Linked DNA regions of Sus scrofa: regions 1, 2 and 3 are each linked to region 4. The links are chromatin contacts, called in public Hi-C and promoter capture Hi-C maps. All regions are on one chromosome and are shown on one strand. The core of a region is the stretch at or near the end of the contact, and the rest is flanking DNA. Distances in the headings are between cores, read along the strand shown.

What was found. Promoter capture Hi-C pulls out the DNA fragments that hold promoters and counts their contacts. A called contact is a pair of places that touch in the nucleus more often than the background predicts.
Region 1: a Hi-C map of retroperitoneal adipose tissue shows a contact between it and region 4, with 1.8 times the contacts expected there. The contact joins the promoter of ACADS here to the promoter of POP5 in region 4. A contact is called at or near these places in 1 of 5 promoter capture datasets (liver), 10 of 47 Hi-C or Micro-C datasets (embryonic fibroblasts, epiblast stem cells, heart right ventricle and 6 more) and 1 of 2 datasets of contacts at active chromatin or transcription factors (alveolar macrophages).
Region 2: a promoter capture Hi-C map of fetal skeletal muscle shows a contact between it and region 4, with 4 times the contacts expected there. The contact joins the promoter of UNC119B here to the promoter of POP5 in region 4. A contact is called at or near these places in 3 of 5 promoter capture datasets (fetal skeletal muscle and liver), 22 of 47 Hi-C or Micro-C datasets (alveolar macrophages, blood, brain and 13 more) and 2 of 2 datasets of contacts at active chromatin or transcription factors (alveolar macrophages and skeletal muscle).
Region 3: a Hi-C map of liver shows a contact between it and region 4, with 2.2 times the contacts expected there. The contact joins the promoter of MLEC here to the promoter of POP5 in region 4. A contact is called at or near these places in 1 of 5 promoter capture datasets (liver), 4 of 47 Hi-C or Micro-C datasets (embryonic fibroblasts, epiblast stem cells, heart right ventricle and 1 more) and 2 of 2 datasets of contacts at active chromatin or transcription factors (alveolar macrophages and skeletal muscle).

What each region holds. Positions count from the first base shown.
Region 1 is chr14:40,640,987-40,645,384 of Sscrofa11.1, reverse strand. ACADS (acyl-CoA dehydrogenase, C-2 to C-3 short chain) reads right to left here and starts at 2,470. Exons shown (of 10, transcript NM_213898.1): 1 at 2,421-2,470; 2 at 933-1,096. The coding sequence starts at 2,466.
Region 2 is chr14:40,622,061-40,626,481 of Sscrofa11.1, reverse strand. It overlaps UNC119B (protein unc-119 homolog B), which reads right to left and starts at 2,286. Exons shown (of 5, transcript XM_003132916.6): 1 at 2,002-2,286. The coding sequence starts at 2,245.
Region 3 is chr14:40,600,434-40,604,892 of Sscrofa11.1, reverse strand. It overlaps MLEC (malectin), which reads right to left and starts at 2,911. Exons shown (of 5, transcript XM_001928694.6): 1 at 2,500-2,911. The coding sequence starts at 2,725.
Region 4 is chr14:40,523,112-40,527,857 of Sscrofa11.1, reverse strand. POP5 (ribonuclease P/MRP protein subunit POP5) reads left to right here and starts at 1,924. Exons shown (of 5, transcript XM_001925378.5): 1 at 1,924-2,055; 2 at 2,129-2,271; 3 at 3,673-3,822; 4 at 4,006-4,089; 5 at 4,192-4,746. The coding sequence starts at 2,036. The coding sequence ends at 4,307.

The sequences.
Region 1 (4,398 bases), core at 1,221-3,720, 120 kb before region 4:
GGATGTGGCCCCAAAACAGAAGAAAAAAAAAAAAAATTGCAGGTGAGGAGGTCCTTGGGACTAAATGAGATGACATGTGTTCAACACTTAACACCTACAAGATGCCCAACTAATTCTAGTGCCAAGAATGCCACTTGCCTACCTCACTCTGAGCCCCTTAGGTGTCCCCACAGTCCTGGCACAATGCCTGATAGGCTATGAACACATAATACTCGCTAAGCTGGAAAAGTGGCCCCAGAGCCTGTGATCACAACTCTTGAATTCCTCAGACTGGAAAACAAGTGCGGAGAAGAGGCCTGGTAGATTTGCTCTTTCACAAGTTACAGACTCAACAAATATCTATCGAGTATCTATACCACGAGTTAGACATCTCACCAAGCCAGGGGATGGATAGGAACATCTCAAAGGTGTAATTACAAGCAGAGTGATACAATGGCATGGAAAGGAGGGACTGACTGGGATCTCAGCAGCTGGCAGCAGACAGACCTGGACTTGAGCCTTAGCTCTGCAGTTCATTAGCTCCATGATCTTGAAACTCCTCAATCTGAGTTGCATCAACTGGACCATAGGGTATATAGACATCTTCACCACGTGAGAATGTGAGAAAGAGATGAGCTAACCCATCTTGGCACTCAGAACAATGCCCAACATGGGGTCGGCATTTTATCAGCCTTAACTATTATCATCAGCACAATGCCCGGTATACAGTAAGCATAGCAACACCTACCATTATTATTATTCCAGAAGTCACATGCTGGCTATAGGCCTCGAGTGGGTCAAGAGAAACTTCCCAAGCAATTGCTGGGTCCCTGGACCCCACTCCTGCTTAGGGTTCCTCGACTGGAGGAGTCTCAGTGCCTCTGTCACTGTCATCAGTCATCCTAGGACCGAAGGCAGATCCCATCATAGGCTGCTGAGGTTGGAACTCTCACCTGAGCCTCCGGGAAGCGATGTTCCTTGTCCACCTGGGCTGCAATGGGAACCAGCTCCTTCTCGGCAAAATCCCGGCATGTCTGACGCAGCATCTGGTATGTCTCAGGCAGTTCCACAGACTGGAAGATGGTATGCAAGCGACGACAGTCCCGAGGCCAGAGAGCTGCCAGTGAGAAGAACAGGAGTCAGTGGAAGGGGGACCCAAGAGGTCTTGTGTAATAATAATAATAACAAGAGTTCCCACTGTGGATCCTCTGACTAGTGTCCATGAGAATCCGGGTTCGATCCCTGGCCTCACTCAGTGGGTTAAGGTTCCGGTGTTGCCATGAGCTGAGGTGTAGGTCGCAGAGAAGGCTCAGATCCCCCGTTGCTGTGGCTGTGGCTGTGGCCAGCAGCTGCAGCTCCAATTTGACTCCTAGCCTGGGAACTTCCATGTGCCACAAGTGTGGCTCTAAAAACACAAATAATAATAAGGATCCACTAACTGGGTGGTTCTCCAACACAGACGATATTCTCCCCCAATAGCAGAGTAGAATGCTATTGGTATGGAGTGTCTAGAGGCCAGAAACACTGCTTAACACTGTACAGGACAGATACTACAACAAAGAATTATGGGCTCCAAATATCAATAGCACTGCTGTTGAGAAATGAACTGAATGTTTACTCTGCTTACTAAACACTTTGTACAACCATCCGACTCAGTTGTCAATACAACACCAATAATAAGAGCACAGCTCTGTGACCTGAGGCAAGGATCTTAACCTCACTGAGCCTGGGTTTTTCTAAAATGCAGAAGAAAACAGCATTCAGCTCCTGGGCTGGGAGGGCAAAGAGTCACTAACTATAGCACTCAGCACAGGCTCTGGCAGAGACAGCTCTCAATGAGGGTTCCCTTTATTGTTTGTATTTGGGGTAAGTGGGTCTTGACCAGGCTAAGGAAGCCCTGGCCACAAGTGTCACTGCTGCCACTGCTGGAGAGAAATGAAAATATGGGAAAGGTACTGCATGAAATCATCAACGAGCGCTAATACTTACTGAGCACCTGTAATATGCCAGCACTGTACTAGTGTTTTACCTACTCTGGGATTTAATCCTTATAACAGCCCTATGAGAATAACAGTAATACACTGGCCATTTTAGACATGGGGCAGCTGAGGCTGACAGGGGCTGAGCGTCTGCCAAAGGTCACATATTCAGAGTCTGGGTTCAATTCCAGGCCTGGCTTCTAAAGAAGGGCGCACCTTCAAGCTCCGCGGAGGGTCAACGAGGGAAAGGGGATGTGGATGCAGCGGTGGGAATTGGGATAGCGGTCAGAGAAGGGGTGAGGTTACGCAGGCGCGAGGAGCAGCCTAACTGGGGCAAAGGCCGCGCGCAACCAGAGGAGAATCACCCGCAGGCCGCAGGGGAGAACAGATCGCCGGGACGCAAGCCCGACGGCGGACAGGGTCGCGGTCCCTCCCCACTGTGTGGAGGCGGATTGCACTCACCTCCGCGGACAGGGCCGCAGGCTCGGGCGAGCAGCGCGGCAGCCATGAAGGACTGAGACCGGAGTCAGGTGACAATACTGCACTGCTACCCGGAGACCTCTCAACAGTGAGCAAGGTTCCGGGTCGCGGGGGGCGGGGCCGGCGCGAGCCAAAGGCCACGCCCCTCAGGCATCGGGGGCGGGTCCTCCCGAGTCCCGCCTCCCTCCCAGGAGCTAAAATTTAACTGTCCCGCTTTCGGAGTGCACTCAGGATTTTTAAACTCTTCGAGGGTGGGCTGATCTCTCCTAAAATCCAGTTTAGCTGAGTGAGATGCCCTCTGGGGCCTATGCCCTCTACTTCCCCGACTCCGCGCCCACCACGCACTTGCTATCCTTGCTCCAACCTCACGCAGTAAAAATGTCTGTAAAGCCCCAGGCTAGCATTATGGTTCGGCTATGTAGGCGTTCATAGTTAGTGTTTGCGAGGCAGAATATCATAGAGGATGTTAAGCCGTGGCCAGTTATTAGAGCTGTTGCTCCTATAAAGCTTCATGGGGTTTGGATTAGGATTGCTGCAATTACAAGTGCTATATGACTTAACTGATGAGAAAGCGACTAGGGATTTCAAGTCGGTTTGGTGTAAGCAGGTTGAGCTGGTTATGATTATGCCTCAAAGGGAGAGTATTAAAAATGGTAGGCTGGAGTTCCCATCGTGGCACAGTGATTAACGAATCCGACTAGGAACCATGAGGTTGCAGGTTCGATCCCTGGTCTTGCTCAGTGGGTTAAGGATCTGGGATTGCCATGAGCTGTGGTATAGGTTGCAGACGCAGCTCAGATCCTGTGTTGCTGTGGCTCTGGCATAGGCTGGCGGCTACAGCTCCGATTAGACCCCTAGCCTGGGACCTCCATATGCCGCAGGAGTGGCCCAAGAAATGGCAAAAAGACAATAAAAAAAAAAAAAAAAAGGTAGGCTATAAAGTTTGTTAGTGGGTTAAGAATGGTGGTTACCTGCAGTATGTAGTAGCCTCCCAGTTTTAGCAGGACAGCTGCAGGTACTATTGAGCCTACTCATGGGGCAGCTCCAGCACCTCTGTCAGGTTCCTGCCTCTGGCCTTTTGCAGTCATCCTTCCCTCAGCTAGAGCGCTCCTTCCCTTCATCACTCACTGAGACCTCCCCTGACTTCGGGATGCCAGTGTTTCCTCCCACACACTCTCCATCCCATTATTGTATTTATTCCTGGTAGGTAGCACCCGAAATCTTATCAAATCCCCGCCTATTCTTGTGCCAAGAGGTTGCAAGGGAGTTGGGTTGCTGGGAGGAAGATTTCTTTCCCTCAAAGGGCATGAAGGTAGGGTGGCACTGCTGCTTCCCTGTCCTGGTATGGTCTCACTCCTACCTGTGGGGCAGAGGCCCCTCGGGAACAGGGGTCACTGTGCTCTTGTGCCCTGCCTTTGGTCCTTAGCATCCACCATGGACATCTTCACCCTGCCCAAGAAACTGGCAATTTCACTTGTCCAGCAAAGGTTTCCATTGTCACAGGTATAAGTCAGACTTCCAAGGCTCCCGGGCATGACCCATGTGCACCCAGGCATCCATACATCCCTCCAGCTGCCTTTTCTTCCCCCACAACTCAGCCAGGTGTCTGTCCCCAGCACTGACCCACATGTCAAAAGTTCTGTCTTCCTTCAGTACTTTGCTCTGCTTCCTGTAGATCAATCAAAAATGAGACAGTCTTTCAAATGTTACCTTGTATTTAAAAGAAATGCATTCAAAGGAAAGCCCATAATCTATATAGTTCTTTAAAGCCAACGAATGACTATCACAGGAAAATTGTCTGAGGCTTCTTCACTTTTTATTGCCCTACCCAGGCACCAGCCCTGAGTGAAAGAAAAGAGGAAGTGATCTTGGAGAAACGGCATGAGTGATGGCTTGGAGCGAGATCTTAGTTTTCTGCTCGGGAATTGAACCTGGGCAGCCTGGATGAAAACCAGGAATC
Region 2 (4,421 bases), core at 1,037-3,536, 98 kb before region 4:
GCATCTTTAAAGGGTACTCAATAAATAACCTGCTGAATAGAACAGACTTTAAGAAGAGTAATAAAGGAGTTCCTTTTATGGCTCAGTAGTTTAACCAACCCGACTAGGATCCATGAGGATGCAGGTTCAATCCCTGACCTCACTCAGTGGGTTAAGGATCTGGCATTGCTGTGAGCTGTGGTGAAGGTTGCAGATACGGCTTGGAGTTGCTGTGGCTGTGACGTAGGCCAGCAGCTACAGCTCTAATTTGACCCCTAGCCTGGGAACCTCCATATGCCATGGGTGAGGCCCTAAAATAGCAAAAGAAAAAAAAAAAAGTAACAAAATCCAGAGGTCACCAAGCTGACTTGTGACTTTCTCCAATAAGCTTCTGAGGTGGGTTTGAGCAATAAGACCAATCTCAAGTTCCTTTTTAGGACCTGAGTGCCCCCCACCCCTGCCAGAATGCTGCTTAGGGTCAGACATTAAGGTGGCCTATTGCAACAGGACTGAAGGTGTCTCTGGAGTGCTGGTACTAAAGTTCGATCCCTGGCCTGGTACAACGGGTTAAGGATCCAGCGTAGCTGCAGCTGCAGCATAGGTCACAACTGTGTGGCCTGGGAACTCCATATGCCAAGGAGAGGTGGGGGGCGGGGGTGGGTGAATAGTGGCCTAGTTCACCTTTGATATCAGGGGAAAGCATGAGGTAAGAAAGGTGAGGTGATGAGCATTTCAGAGACTTCAGAGCCCCAAATGAAAACTGGGTCAGAACAGAAGCAGCTTCTTCACAATGTGTCAATGAAACAGAACAGCAAGACCTTCTAAAGATATATTCAGGGATGCAAAGGACAGTCCCAACCCATGTAGTGATGGAAAATGGAGGTAACGAACATATCTAAAATCAATTAAAACTAGTTTAGGAGATGGGAATTCCCTTTCATCCAGGCTGGACCAAGGCCCAGCTCCCCAAACTGCCATCCTCAAATCACTGGCGTGGCCTCTGGCTCCCTGAGGTACACCTGAGCGCCCCTGGCCTGTGGACTAAAGCAACTCAGCAAATGACAGGACGGCAGCCATAATCCATCAAGGAAGCACTAGTGCTTCAGGGCTATAAGTCTGGAGGAGAGGGTGGATGGGCTGGGCAAACAGGGTCTAACCAACCGACTGCAAACTCTTTTAGGGAGAAAGAGTAGCAAGAGAAAAGGCATCCAAGTCAGGGCTTGACCTGGAAGAGAACAGAAAAAGAGAGGAGAGCCAGGACAGAAGGTGGGTTATATATTTCTTCCCTTCTACCAATGAAAAGGTGTAGGATGGTTGCATTTTATTCAAGAAACACATTTCCGACATCCTGACATCTTAATTTACTAGAATAAGTGTCAAAAGCAGGATTCACATTTTGGATTTTGTAAGTAAACTGAAACTTTATTTTATGCGGCAGTTTTAAATTTGCATGAAATGCCACAGCAATATATTTGAGGAAGGAAGAACCCATCTGCACACAAAGGGGCAACGCTTGGGACGCAAAGAGGTAGGGGGCCAAAGGCAGGCTGGAAAGGAGGGAGGGGCTGTCAGGGGCCCGGAGTGGAGAGAAAGGTAGAGAAAGCAGGTAGGGGTCTGGACTGGCAGAGGGCTGCAGAAGCTGGCAGCAGTCAGGTTGAGGCGGACTAGCTGAACAGGAACTTCACTGATAGCTGGGGGACAGGGGCGCACCTACCAGGGTCAGGAAGCTAAGGGGGCTCCCTACCCAAACAGATCCAGCTGAGGGGCCGGCCACGGGGAAGCCTGGCATGGCGGGACTCGGGGGAGAACAAGCTCAAGGAAAACCCCTCCCAATCAGGTCTAGTTGAGGGTGGGCAGCGAAGACCCAGCCGGGCGGAGCAGTGGGCAGCGCGGCCTGGCCGGTCGGGGGCGCTTGGGTGGACCCCCGGCGGCTGGGCGAGCGGCCAGCGGCCGGCTCCGCCGAAGCCTACAAGGGGCCCGGGGCCTGACACGAGGGGAGGGCGCGGCCAGCCCTGCACTCACTCTCGGTGACCCGGCTGAGGCGCAGGACGTGGTCGGGCCGGATGGTGTCCAGAGCCAGCAGCTCCTGCTCCGTGACCACAGCCCCGATGCCGTCGTCGGCCGCGTGGTGGGGTGCCTGCCGCCGCGCCTTGAGCCGATTCAGGACGCCGCCGCCCGCCTTCTTTTTCTCTTCCTTGCCAGCCACTAGCCCCCCGGGCCCAGCCGCGGACCCCACGGCCGCAGCCTTCGAGTATGACCCACTCATCGCTCCGCCGCCAAGATGGCCGCCGCCTCCGCAGCGCCGTAACTATGGAGAGCGGGGGCGGGGCGGGGCCGGGGGCGGGGCCGGGGCGGGGTCTGCGGGCGGTGTCACCACCGCCTTCTCGCCCGCGTTGGTCAAGCCAGGTGGCTGGTACCTTAGTACTCCAGATCTCCTCGAATGTTTAAAAAAGTATTTCGTACAGTCAAATGACTTTCCGTCATATAAGATGTAAACATGGCATCTTGAGAAAGTGTTTGTTCATCTGTAGCCTAGAAGGTAAGTTGACAGTGCTTGCTATGCAAAGGCAGCTTTCCAACGAGATTGCCATTCCTAAACGCTGCTGTGCCAAGCTTTGGGCTAGACACTGGTCTGGGCTGCAGGGAATATAAGAATAGGAGAGAGGGCAAGGCTTGGGTCCGCCTTGTTCATCACTGTATTTGGGTAGTCTAGCTAATGCCTGACACATGGTAAGTGCTCAATAATGATTAAATGAATGTGTGAAGGAAGACCTGTACATCGCTTCACTATGGAGCTCCCACTTTGTTGGGAAAGGCTGCAAAGTACATAATTCATCAGATGCCCCTTCCTCTTGACCAGCCCAGTAAGTATGAATGAACCAGAGGCCAAACCAGACTGCTAATTGCTGCAGCAGAGGTGCTGCCAAAGTACACAGGAGGGGTCTGGGGCATGAAGGAAAGCTTCAGGGCTGACATCTGCACCTGAGCCTTGAAAATTAACCATGATTTCAACAACTGGAGGAGGTGAGTGGGAGGAGGGAGGACACTGCCCTCTTACACCCCAAGTGGCTCCTTCTCTAGAGATTCTGGATCCATACTCTTCTGTGTGGGAGGCCTGGGCCTCTCTGATGCAAAGTGTGTCTGCTAGGTCACCCTCAGCCAGTCTCAGGCCAAAGTGAAACCCCACCCTCTTCCCTGGGTCAGCCTCAAAGGCTTGATTTGTGCAGGCCTTGCTGGGTCCCTCTCACCCGATATGAGGGGTTTGGGAGGGGCTGACAGGCCTCGCCTTGTTCCTGGACAAAATCCAATCCTGACTCCATCTCAGTCGCCTAGCCTGGTGGTACAGTATGTGAGCAAGTTCCTATCTAATTGCTGACCTGACTTTGAGAGATTACCACCCGGGTGGGATTTCTCAAACAGTTCAGGGAAATTTGAAGATGTGTACAAAGAATTAAAGTCCTACCCTTTGCAGACAATTCTTTTTAAACTATTCAGCAATGAGTGGTTACTGAAGAATTTCCAGAACCCTTAATATTCTACTTGATTGTTAATGTCCAAGGTAGGGGTGAGGGGTTAGCATGAAGCCATTTCCTACAATCTCTTGCTCACTGAACCTTTGTTCTCAGACCACCAGGACTAGAGTTACCTGAACCCCACCTTTTCTCTTTTTAGGGATGATAAGAAACGTTTTGATCCCTTTACCTGGAATTCCACATAGCCTACATGTATGCACAAAGATGTTTGCTATAGGACCACATGTTTGCTATAGGACCATTATGGCCATTCGTAATGTTGAAAACTTACAATAAATTACAGTTGCATTCATTTATGTTATGCAGCTGTTACAAGGAATGAGCTTGATCTCTATGTATTAGTATGGAGAGATCTCAAAGATAGATTAAGTGGGGGGGAACAAGGCACATAATCCCATTTGTTCAAAATTTTACAGTATGTGAATATTTGTATTCATAACTGCAAAGGAAGGAGTTTGGATATACACTGAAGTGTTAAGATAGGTTCTCTTTGAGGAGAAGAGTATTGGAAACTACTAAAGGGATATATTAACTTTTGACACTATTTCTTATTTATTTACCTTTTCAGGGCCACACCTGTGGCATGTGGAAATTCCAGGGTTAGGGGTCGGATCAGAACTGCAGCTGCCAGCCCAGGTCACAGCCATAGCAATGGCAGATCCAAGGCACTTCTGCAACCTATAGCACATCTAACCACAATGCCAGATTCTTAACCTGCTGAGCAAGGCCAGGGATCAAACTCACATCCTCATGGATATTGTGTCAGGTTCTTAACGTGCTGAGCCACAAAAGGAACGCCTGACACTATTTAGAGCTACTTCTAAAACTTAATCACAATAGGCAAATGATCATGGGCTGCTTGTATACTTTTAAATAAATAAATAACTTGGGACCTGTATCTGAAAGGCA
Region 3 (4,459 bases), core at 1,662-4,161, 76 kb before region 4:
GGTTGAAAGAAAGCGCCTTTCCCAGGCTGCAGCATCTTCTGTGAGCACTAGCTATCCTCAAGGCAAGAATGAAATTCAATAAACATTTATGAAGTGCCTTTGAAAGCAAAAGCCACTAGGTGCCCTGGGCCACTCAGTTAGGAGAATGCCACACTACAAAGACCTATAGAGAAACAGCAGAGTTCAAAAGCAGGCCAAACTCTTATCTGGATTAACCTGGCAACAAACACCTGAATGCATTCAACATGAAAGTGGGACCTTCCTCCCGTGCTGGCATGTGGGAAAAAAAAGACAAGCCGCCCCTACCACAATTAGTGAAAATAGCTGCAAGAGGTAAGGGTCTCCAAGTGCCTGGCACACCCTTACCAAACAGTGTCAGAGAAGAGCAGAGCTGTGCTTGCCTTGGTGGTGCGGACTCCTTAAGAGCACAGAAAATAGAGAGCTGCCTTCTGAGAGGAAAATTAATCACTTCTCAGCCCCAGACCTAATGCCAGCAAAACACTGCTCTCTGGAGTCTGCTAAGTGCCATGTTGCAACTGGCTAGTCGGAGCTACAAGCTGCAAACTGACAACGGCCCTCCACTTTCCATAATGCTGCTACAATTCATGCTACTCTCCTTAATGCTGCTACAATTCATGTCCAAATGGACCGTCAGAGTGGAGCTGGGAGCCTCCAATTATAGACTGCCAGGATCTAAGACAGGACCCCAGTACCTGTGAGCTTTGGTCATTTGGTAATACTCTTCTGAAGGAACTATGACCATGAGCCAATAACCCAAGGATAGAGAGAGAGCCTGGCTGACTGCTGACCAGGTGAAAAAGTAAAATAAAGTAAAGTAAAGCAAAACAAAACAAAACAAAACCCACCTCCACCAGCAAATTAAAACCAGGATTTCTGAATAAGGGGAGTAACTGAGGACTAAACCTGTGTGGTGGTAGCTCCCTCCTCTGCACAATGGACCCAACAGGGTAACAGAACCTACGTAAAGCCTGTTAAACCTAAGGAACCATCTGTACAGTGTCTCCCCACAGCTATCTGAAGAGGCAAAGTCCACAAACGGTCTCTAATTTCCTCCAGGGCTCCTTCCTCCCTGTTCATACCCATGAAGAAAGAGGAAGGGCCCAGGATGGAGATAGCAATGATCTTCTGTTCTTAAGTCTGGCTTTGACTGCTGTTACAGCCAAAGACCAGGGCCCTGACTCAGCTGAACCCAGGCTACTGAGACCTCCATGCCAGGGCTAAATAAATTCCAGAGCTAAACTGAAGACACACACAGAGAGTTTTGGAAAACAGCCCTGGGTCTCAACACCCTCACATGTATGGAAGCAATAAACCCTCTAATATAATAAACTCCAGGACATTGCAATTAACTTGGAAGAATTTAAGTTAAACCCTTTAGGAAAGGCAAGATCCAAATCTGGGCATCGTGGGGGGAAAAAAAAAGAGAGAGAGAAAGTCTGTCTCCTAGTTTTCTGGAGATGGCGTATTGCCGATTTGGCAGCTTCTGAACCCAGCATACAGCATAAATCTCCTTCCAACACATGAAGCAAGAACTTCCTTCTTAAACCTGTTTTCCAATCCTACTGACAGAAGACAGAGAGTCCAGAGCAGATATTCCCAGAGTCGTCTGGCATGACCTACATCATAAGGCCCTGGTGCAGAAACCTGGGTTTAATCTACAGGTCTAAAATTTTCATTTTTCACCCGCTCTCCTGGCAGTTCTTACACTGACTTTGAGAACTGTTCGGCTCTGTAAAAATGACTGCTGTTCTATCAATTAAATCAAATCATTTTCCCCATAAGATGGAATCACACCTCTCAAGACCACTGAGGGTAGGTTCTCTGCACTGGCGGATAGAATATTCGGATCTTACACTGACTGACCCAGTTGAAACACCACCAGCCTCCTGCGCAGTAAGGTTTCAATATAACCACCCTCTAGGGAGGGCCTGCAGCTTCTACTTTTAAGCACACACACCCTCCTCGCTCCAAAGGGGGGTGGGGGAGGAGGCTACAATCAAAACTTTCCTGGCCTATCCTCTTCAAAATTCCTTTTTTTTCTGGCTAAGAATCAAGCCCAGCTCCTGCACAAGAGATAAGAAAAGTGGCCGATTTCTGGGTCGGCAGGAATCTACCAGAAACTGACTTGAAAGGAGAGCAAAACCACCAGGAGAGAGACACCGATAACCGAAAAACCTGTGAGGCCTCGAGGTGGCAATAGGCCGCCCTCGTCTTTACTTTCCCAGCTCCCGTGGAGGTGAGAGGTTACGAAAATGCAGAGTGCGAGGTCCAAATATAACTTCTCGCCAACTCTGACTCTAAGGCTCTTGGTAGCTTCAAATCAGCACCAAGCTCTGGGCTCTTATCGGGTCACCGAGGAAACAGTAGAGAGAAACTTCACTCCAGAGACGTGGCTTGGGCTTGGGGCCCGCAGCCCTCGGCGTGCTGCGCCCGGCAACGCAGGCCCAGGATCCAGAGACTCTACCGAGGGGCTCTCACCTCGGCCCACCCGGCCTTCCAGAGGGTCCTTGCGGAAGTGGATCCCGTGCACGTCCACATGCGCCTCCCCGCCCGCGTTAACGGCCCAAATCACGCTCTCGGGCAGCCCGGCCCCCGCCAAGCCAACCACGCCGAACCCCGGCTCCCGGAGCGCCGGCAGCAGCAGGAGGAGCAGCAGTCGCAGGAACGCCACAGCGGCTCCCTCAACCGCCCGGGCGCCCAGCATGGCGGCCACCACAGCGGGGGCAGCCTCCGCCGAGCCTAGTTCTCAGCCGGCCGCCAGGCCGCCCCGGACTCAGAAAAACAGCGCCACGGGCCGCTGTGCCTCAGCTGCTGGGGACATGTCGCTCTCAGGCCTCTTTCTCAGCCACGGTGCCGCCTCCCACCTTGGGAACAACCTACCCCAGCGCCCAGCCCCCGGCCACGACCCTGCATCCAATCAGCGCCCAGCCCTCATTAATTATCCACCACCCCGCCGGGAGGCATCCTCCCATTGGCTGCCACACGCGAGAAGGGGCGTGGCTACTCCCAGGCGCCAGCCCAACCATCAGGCACGAGAGGGAGCGCGCGCAGAGGTTGGGAGTTCGGTTGAAGCGGCGGTTCAGTGCGGAAGTGGTAGGGTGCAGCGCCCAGGCGGCCCCGGAATTCCGCAGCTGAATAAGAAAGGTGGACTGGGGGGAAGGTTTAGGGTAGGGCGCACTGACACGTCGCCAGCACTTCCGGTGCTCCAGATTTGGGGGACTGAATAGGTTCCTGAGGGGGCGTTACTGACTTTCCCGCCCCCTCTTTCTCTGGGCATAAACATAAGCTCTAGGAAGAGCAGTGGACATCTTCCGACCTGAGACTTAGTCTTTTTCGCTGAGTGAGGCATAAAACCCGTCCTCCCCCAGAAAGGCCACAAGCACAGGTTTTTCAGGGAAAGGGTCCCACGAGGACGAGATCCCGCCCCCACCCCTAAGAGGATTCGGGGCTGGTGGTAGCGTCCAGATAGCCGTCCAATCAGAAGCCTCCAACGCAGCGGAAACGCGTGGCTTTTGGGGGCGGGGCTCCAGGCTACCCGGGTTTCCATGGCGACAGCTGTGAAGGGGCGGGGCTGGGGCTTTCCCGGCCCAGGCAAAGGGACCGGAGGGCGCTTCTCTAGCTGGAGGTTCAGCAAAGGCTTGATCACTGGTCCCACCCTGCTCTGGCAGTTTATCCAGCGCTCTCCTCCCTTCGCGATCCCTTTGCCGTGGTCGCTGCCAGAACTCCCACCTCTCGGATGAACTGTGTCTCAGGAGCCGAGTATTGCCCAAGGGATCACATCGCAAGTTTAGGGCGGAGCCAAAGCAAAATCCCGTTTGTTCCACAAATATTTATCGAGACCCTTCTGCTAGATTTAGCAGATAAAACACAGGAAGCCCAGTTAAATTTGAATTTCAAATAAGTGGAACATACTTAAGCTAAAAATAATTTATTGTTTGCCTAAATTCAAACTTAACAGAGTTTTTTTGCTTTTTATCTGACAACCCTGCCTACTACCTGCCAGGCAATTTGTTTTGTGCAACGACGAACGAAATCACACCCAGGGTCCAAAATGAGAATCACAGCCCCGGGAGTTTCCGGTGTGGCTCAGCGGGTTAAGAACCTAACAGTAGTATCCACGAGGATGCAGTTGGATCCCTGGTCTTGCTCCTTGGGTTAAGGATCAAGCATGCTTTGGGGCACATATGGCAGCGAACTTCCATGTGCCACAGGTACTGCCCTAAAAAGAAAAAAAGAGTTCCATCCTGGCTCAGAGGAAATAAATCTGACTAGTATACATGAGGACAGACACAGGTTCAATCCCTGCCTTCACTCACTGGGTTAAGGATCTCGTGTAACTGTGGCTGTGGTGTAGGCCGGCAGCTGTAGCTCTGATTTGACCCCTAGCCTGGGAACCTCCATTTGCTGTGGGTGTGGCCCTTAAAAAAAAGAGAGAGAG
Region 4 (4,746 bases), core at 675-3,174:
AACTGCATCTATAAAATGAACGCAGTGTTGGGACTGAATTGAAGACTGGAAAGTGTTAGGGGAGTTATTTTAAGGGACTAGACGGTGGGGCGGGGGGAATGGGTAGAGCGGTGGCTGAGACTTTCTCCATACACTATGAGCCTCTGACTCCCCCTGCTGGTCAATGGAGGACGCTGGCAGGACTGGTTTTTGATAAAGAGGTCGCTCGCTGTTGGGTGGGGGGAAAAAAGCCTGGTCCCTCAGCAGGGCTGCTGTTCTCCTTCCTCAGCATCACTCTTTTACGGTGGTGAAGAGTGAGAGGTGGAAAAATTGAGAACTCACTTCAGATCTCTCAGACAATCTATTGTGAAATCCGACTCTCTCTTCTGGTTCACAGGGCCAGCTAAGTCGATGACAATGACACAAATAGCCAGGGATGTGTATAAAGAGCTAGTTACAAGGCTGGACAACTAAGTACTGGCTATAACAAGAAAATCTGGAATTAATTTAAATATCCATCATGGAAATATTGACTAGATCAGCAGTGGTACATCCAAACAATGCAGTCTGGGGCAACTGAAAAATAACTTTGTAGAACAGCTGGCATGAAAATATAGTCAAATGACAAGAATGAATCTTACAGACATTATGTTGAAAGAAAGGAGCCAGACATGCACGCACACACACACAAATATGCTGCTGGAGATTTACATTTATATAAAGTTCCAGAAGAGAAAAAGCTAATCTGTCATGACAGAAGTCAGAATATAGGCTACTTCTGGGAAGGTTTTTGGCTCGGAAGAGAGCACAGGAACCTTCCTGAGTGTTGGAAATGTTCTATCTCTTAATCTGGGCAGTGGTTGCAAAAGTTTATACATATATAAAAATTCATTGAGTTATGCACTTAATATGCATTTTATGTATGTTATGCCTCAGTTTTTAAAAAGATATTCAATGTGAGGGGAAAGAAGAGTAGTAAACAGTATGATCCTATTCTTAAAAAGAAAATGGAAAATATAAATTATCATACAGTGGAAGGTACATCTCGTACCTTTTTTGTCTCAGGGCCCCTTTCCATTCTTACTAAATTATTGAGGATCCCAAAGAGCTTTTGTTATGTGAAATATATTGATACTCACTATGTTTATTAAAACAGAAATGTTTAAAACACCATGCACAATTCTCTTAGCCATCAGAGCAATGTCAGCACATGTCACTGGCCTCTGGAAAACTTTACTGTCCACTCAGAAAGTGAAAACAGCAAGTAACACCTTAGTGTTACTACAAAAGTAATTTGACCTCGGGGGACTCCCTAAAAGAATCTGGGAAAATCCAGTGGTTCCTGGACTTCACCTGGAAAACCACTGGAACAGGGGTAAAATGTTGGAAGAAAATCCACTACATGATAAATTATTCTCTCTAGGTGCTGGGATTATAACTTATTTTTATTTGCTTCTTTGTGCTTTTCTGTTTAAAAACAAAAACAAAAAACAAACCAAAATAACCAGAAAATATAACGACCACGGATTGTTTTTGCAAAAAAACAAAAAAACAAACAAAAAAAAACAAGCCAATACACCCAACTCCATAAGGTTATTGAAAGGCCTAAACAGTAATAACATATTTGGCTGTATGGAGAAATTAAACCGAGCTCCAAACTGAGAATAAGAGTCCGATTTCCCCTATCAATCCCTGGCCTGGGGGGTGCAAGGTCTTGTGCTCAAATGTTCCACCGTCCAGCTTGGGTACTATGTTGCAAGGTAATGGAACGTCCTGGAGGTTCCAAATGCCTCAGCTGCATCCTAAACAGCAAACTCTGGCGTGGAGCACAACCACTCATCACAACGGGTTCAGTTGAAAGTCTAAGCGAAGAAATGAGCAGGACGCCTGCGCTCGGCAGAGGGAGGCGGAGCTCAAAGGAGACTGACACGGGGCTCCGCCTACATTCTAGTTCCGCCTCCCTCTCTGAGTGGCTGCCAGGCCAACTTCCCATTGGCCGCCGACGAGAAGGCAGACATCCGGTTTGAGTGTCTGGACGCCCGAGGCGGATACGAACATGGTGCGCTTCAAGCACAGGTAAGCAACCCTTATTCCTGTCCCTGCGGTCCTGGCCCCGGCCCAGCACTCACCGCCCTCTCGCCTGCCCCAGGTACCTGCTTTGCGAAGTGGTGTCTGAGGACCCCCGCTGCCGTCTGAATCTGGAGGACCGAGTGCTGGGCGGCCTAGTACGGGACACGATCGCGCGCGTGCACGGAACTTTCGGCGCGGCCGCCTCCTCCATCGGCTTCGCGGGTGCGAGGGTGTTGGGGAACCAGGAGGATGGCGGGATCTGGAGGGAGCAGTGGCCATTGGAGGGAGAAAGAAGGGGCACGGGCGACCTTGGAAGCTGCCAAGCCCTGTGCACCATTTTATGTAGGGTGTCGTCCTTTTTAGGAGTTTCAGAACCCGAGCCTGAGGTCTGCTTGAGTCCAAACTTAAGCGGAGAGCTAATACCAGTAGGCAGTGGGCAGAAAATACCAGTCGGCAGAAACCCCTATACTATTTGACGTGTGGTTTTTGATTGAGTTTAATAGGATGATGAAAACTAAATGAGGAAAGACTTGTATAGTTCCGAGTAAGTTATTTGACGGGTTACTTTGACATCATATGAAAAAAGCATTGTCAGAATTACCCCTGAAAAGCCCTGCATAGGGGCCTGTGAAGTACAGAATACACAGTTGTGTGTATGTGTAAATGCAAGAGAGGACCCTCCTCCACAACCACACTATGTAAATTCATTCCGTTTTTTACCATATGCTTGAAATTGAAATCTGGAGAAGGTAATGTACCTAGAGGCAACCCTTCTACCAAGGTGAGACTCGGTTGCTGGAAGAACCTACATAGCCCAGTTGCAGAACTTGTTTTTCAGCTAAGGGAAAACATCCTTCTGAAGAGTATGGATTTCTGCCACCCCCCTCCTTGGGTTAACTAGTTTGTGAATTAAAAGTGCATTTTAGGAGTTCCCTTTGTGGCTCAGCAGTTAAGGAACCTGACTAGGATACAGGAGGATGCATATTAGACCTCTGGCCTCTCTCAGTGGGTTAAGGACTCAAGGTTGCCCTGAGCTGTGTAGGTGGCAGAGGCAGCTTCGATCCCGAGTTGCTGTAGCTGTGACATAGGCCTGCAGCTTTAGCTGATTCAACCTCTAGCCTTGGAACTTCCATATGCCATGGGTGTGGCCCTAAAAAGCAAAAAATTAAATTCTAAATTCATTCACCAATTCTGAGTGGTATGTAAAGGCCCTAGATGTTATTTATCTCCCATTATTTTCCTTCAGAAATCAGTTTTTACTCATTGATGGCATCCCAAGTGCCACCGCCTTGAATGTTTTCTGGTACATAGGCTCTCAGTTACCTGAAGATTTTTTTTTTTTTTTGCTTTTTTTAGGGCTGCACCCACAGCATGTGGAGGTTCCCAGGCTAGGGGTCGAATCGAAGCTACAGCTGCCAGCTTACACCACAGCCACAGTCTACACCATAGCTCATGGCAACGCCAGTTCCTTAACCCACTGAGCAAGGCCAGGGATCGAACCAGCAACCTCATGGTTCCTAGTCAGATTTGTTTCCGCTACGCCATGACAGGAACTTCTACCCTAAGATTTTAAACGTGCTCCTGAGAATCCATTTTCCCAAAATGATTTTTTTCCTGCTGCAGTGCGATACCTCAATGCCTATACCGGAATAGTGCTACTTCGATGCCGGAAGGAATTCTATCGGCTCGTGTGGTCAGCTCTTCCCTTCATCACATACTTGGAGAACAAAGGACACCGTTATCCGTGTTTTTTTAACACCTTACACGTGGGAGGTAGGGGTGCATGTGTTATGGCTGCTGATTTTCAATAGGAAACAGGTTCAGAGTTCAGTCTTCAATAGTGGGTGGGTCCTCCTGCTACCTTGCCAAGAGCAAGATAATTTTTCCTAGCTCTGCAAGACTCTGAGGCAAACACCTTTTGCGAGCTGTTGACTGCAAAGCTCTTTCTTGTGTCAGGTACAATTAGAACATGTCAGAAGTTCCTCATTCAGTACAATAGGAGACAGCTGTTGATTTTGTTGCAGAACTGCACTGATGAAGGTAAGCCCTGCTAGCCCCGTGCCCACTGAGCAGTGACTGACCTCCTCCAGCTGAATGAGAGGTCACTTCCAGAGACTTTAATAATCCATGCTCTTTCTCCAGGAGAGCGGGAAGCTATCCAGAAGTCTGTTACAAGAAGCTGTTTACTAGAAGAGGAGTCCACTGGGGAGGAGCTTTCAGATAGTGGCGGTGAGGAGGCTGCTGAGACAATGGAGTGAACTTTTGCAGGCTGCGTTGCGCCTAAGCTTCAGGGCCTACTTGTTGGACAGGGAATTCTGGGAGGCACTAGCACCTTCTACAGTTCTCAAACTGGATGACTGCTGATCAGTGGCCAGTTACCAGCTCAAAATGAATTGACTTATTGTTTAAAACTTGCCGGAGTTCCCGTCGTGGCGCAGTGGTTAACGAATCCGACTAGGAACCATGAGGTTGCGGGTTCGGTCCCTGCCCTTGCTCAGTGGGTTAACGATCCGGCGTTGCCGTGAGCTGTGGTGTAGGTCGCAGACTCGGCTCGGATCCCTTGTTGCTGTGGCTCTGGCGTAGGCCGGTGGCTACAGCTCCGATTCGACCCCTAGCCTGGGAACCTCCATATGCCGCGGGAGCGGCCCAAGAAATAGCAACAACAACAAGACAAAAAAATAAATAAATAAATAAATA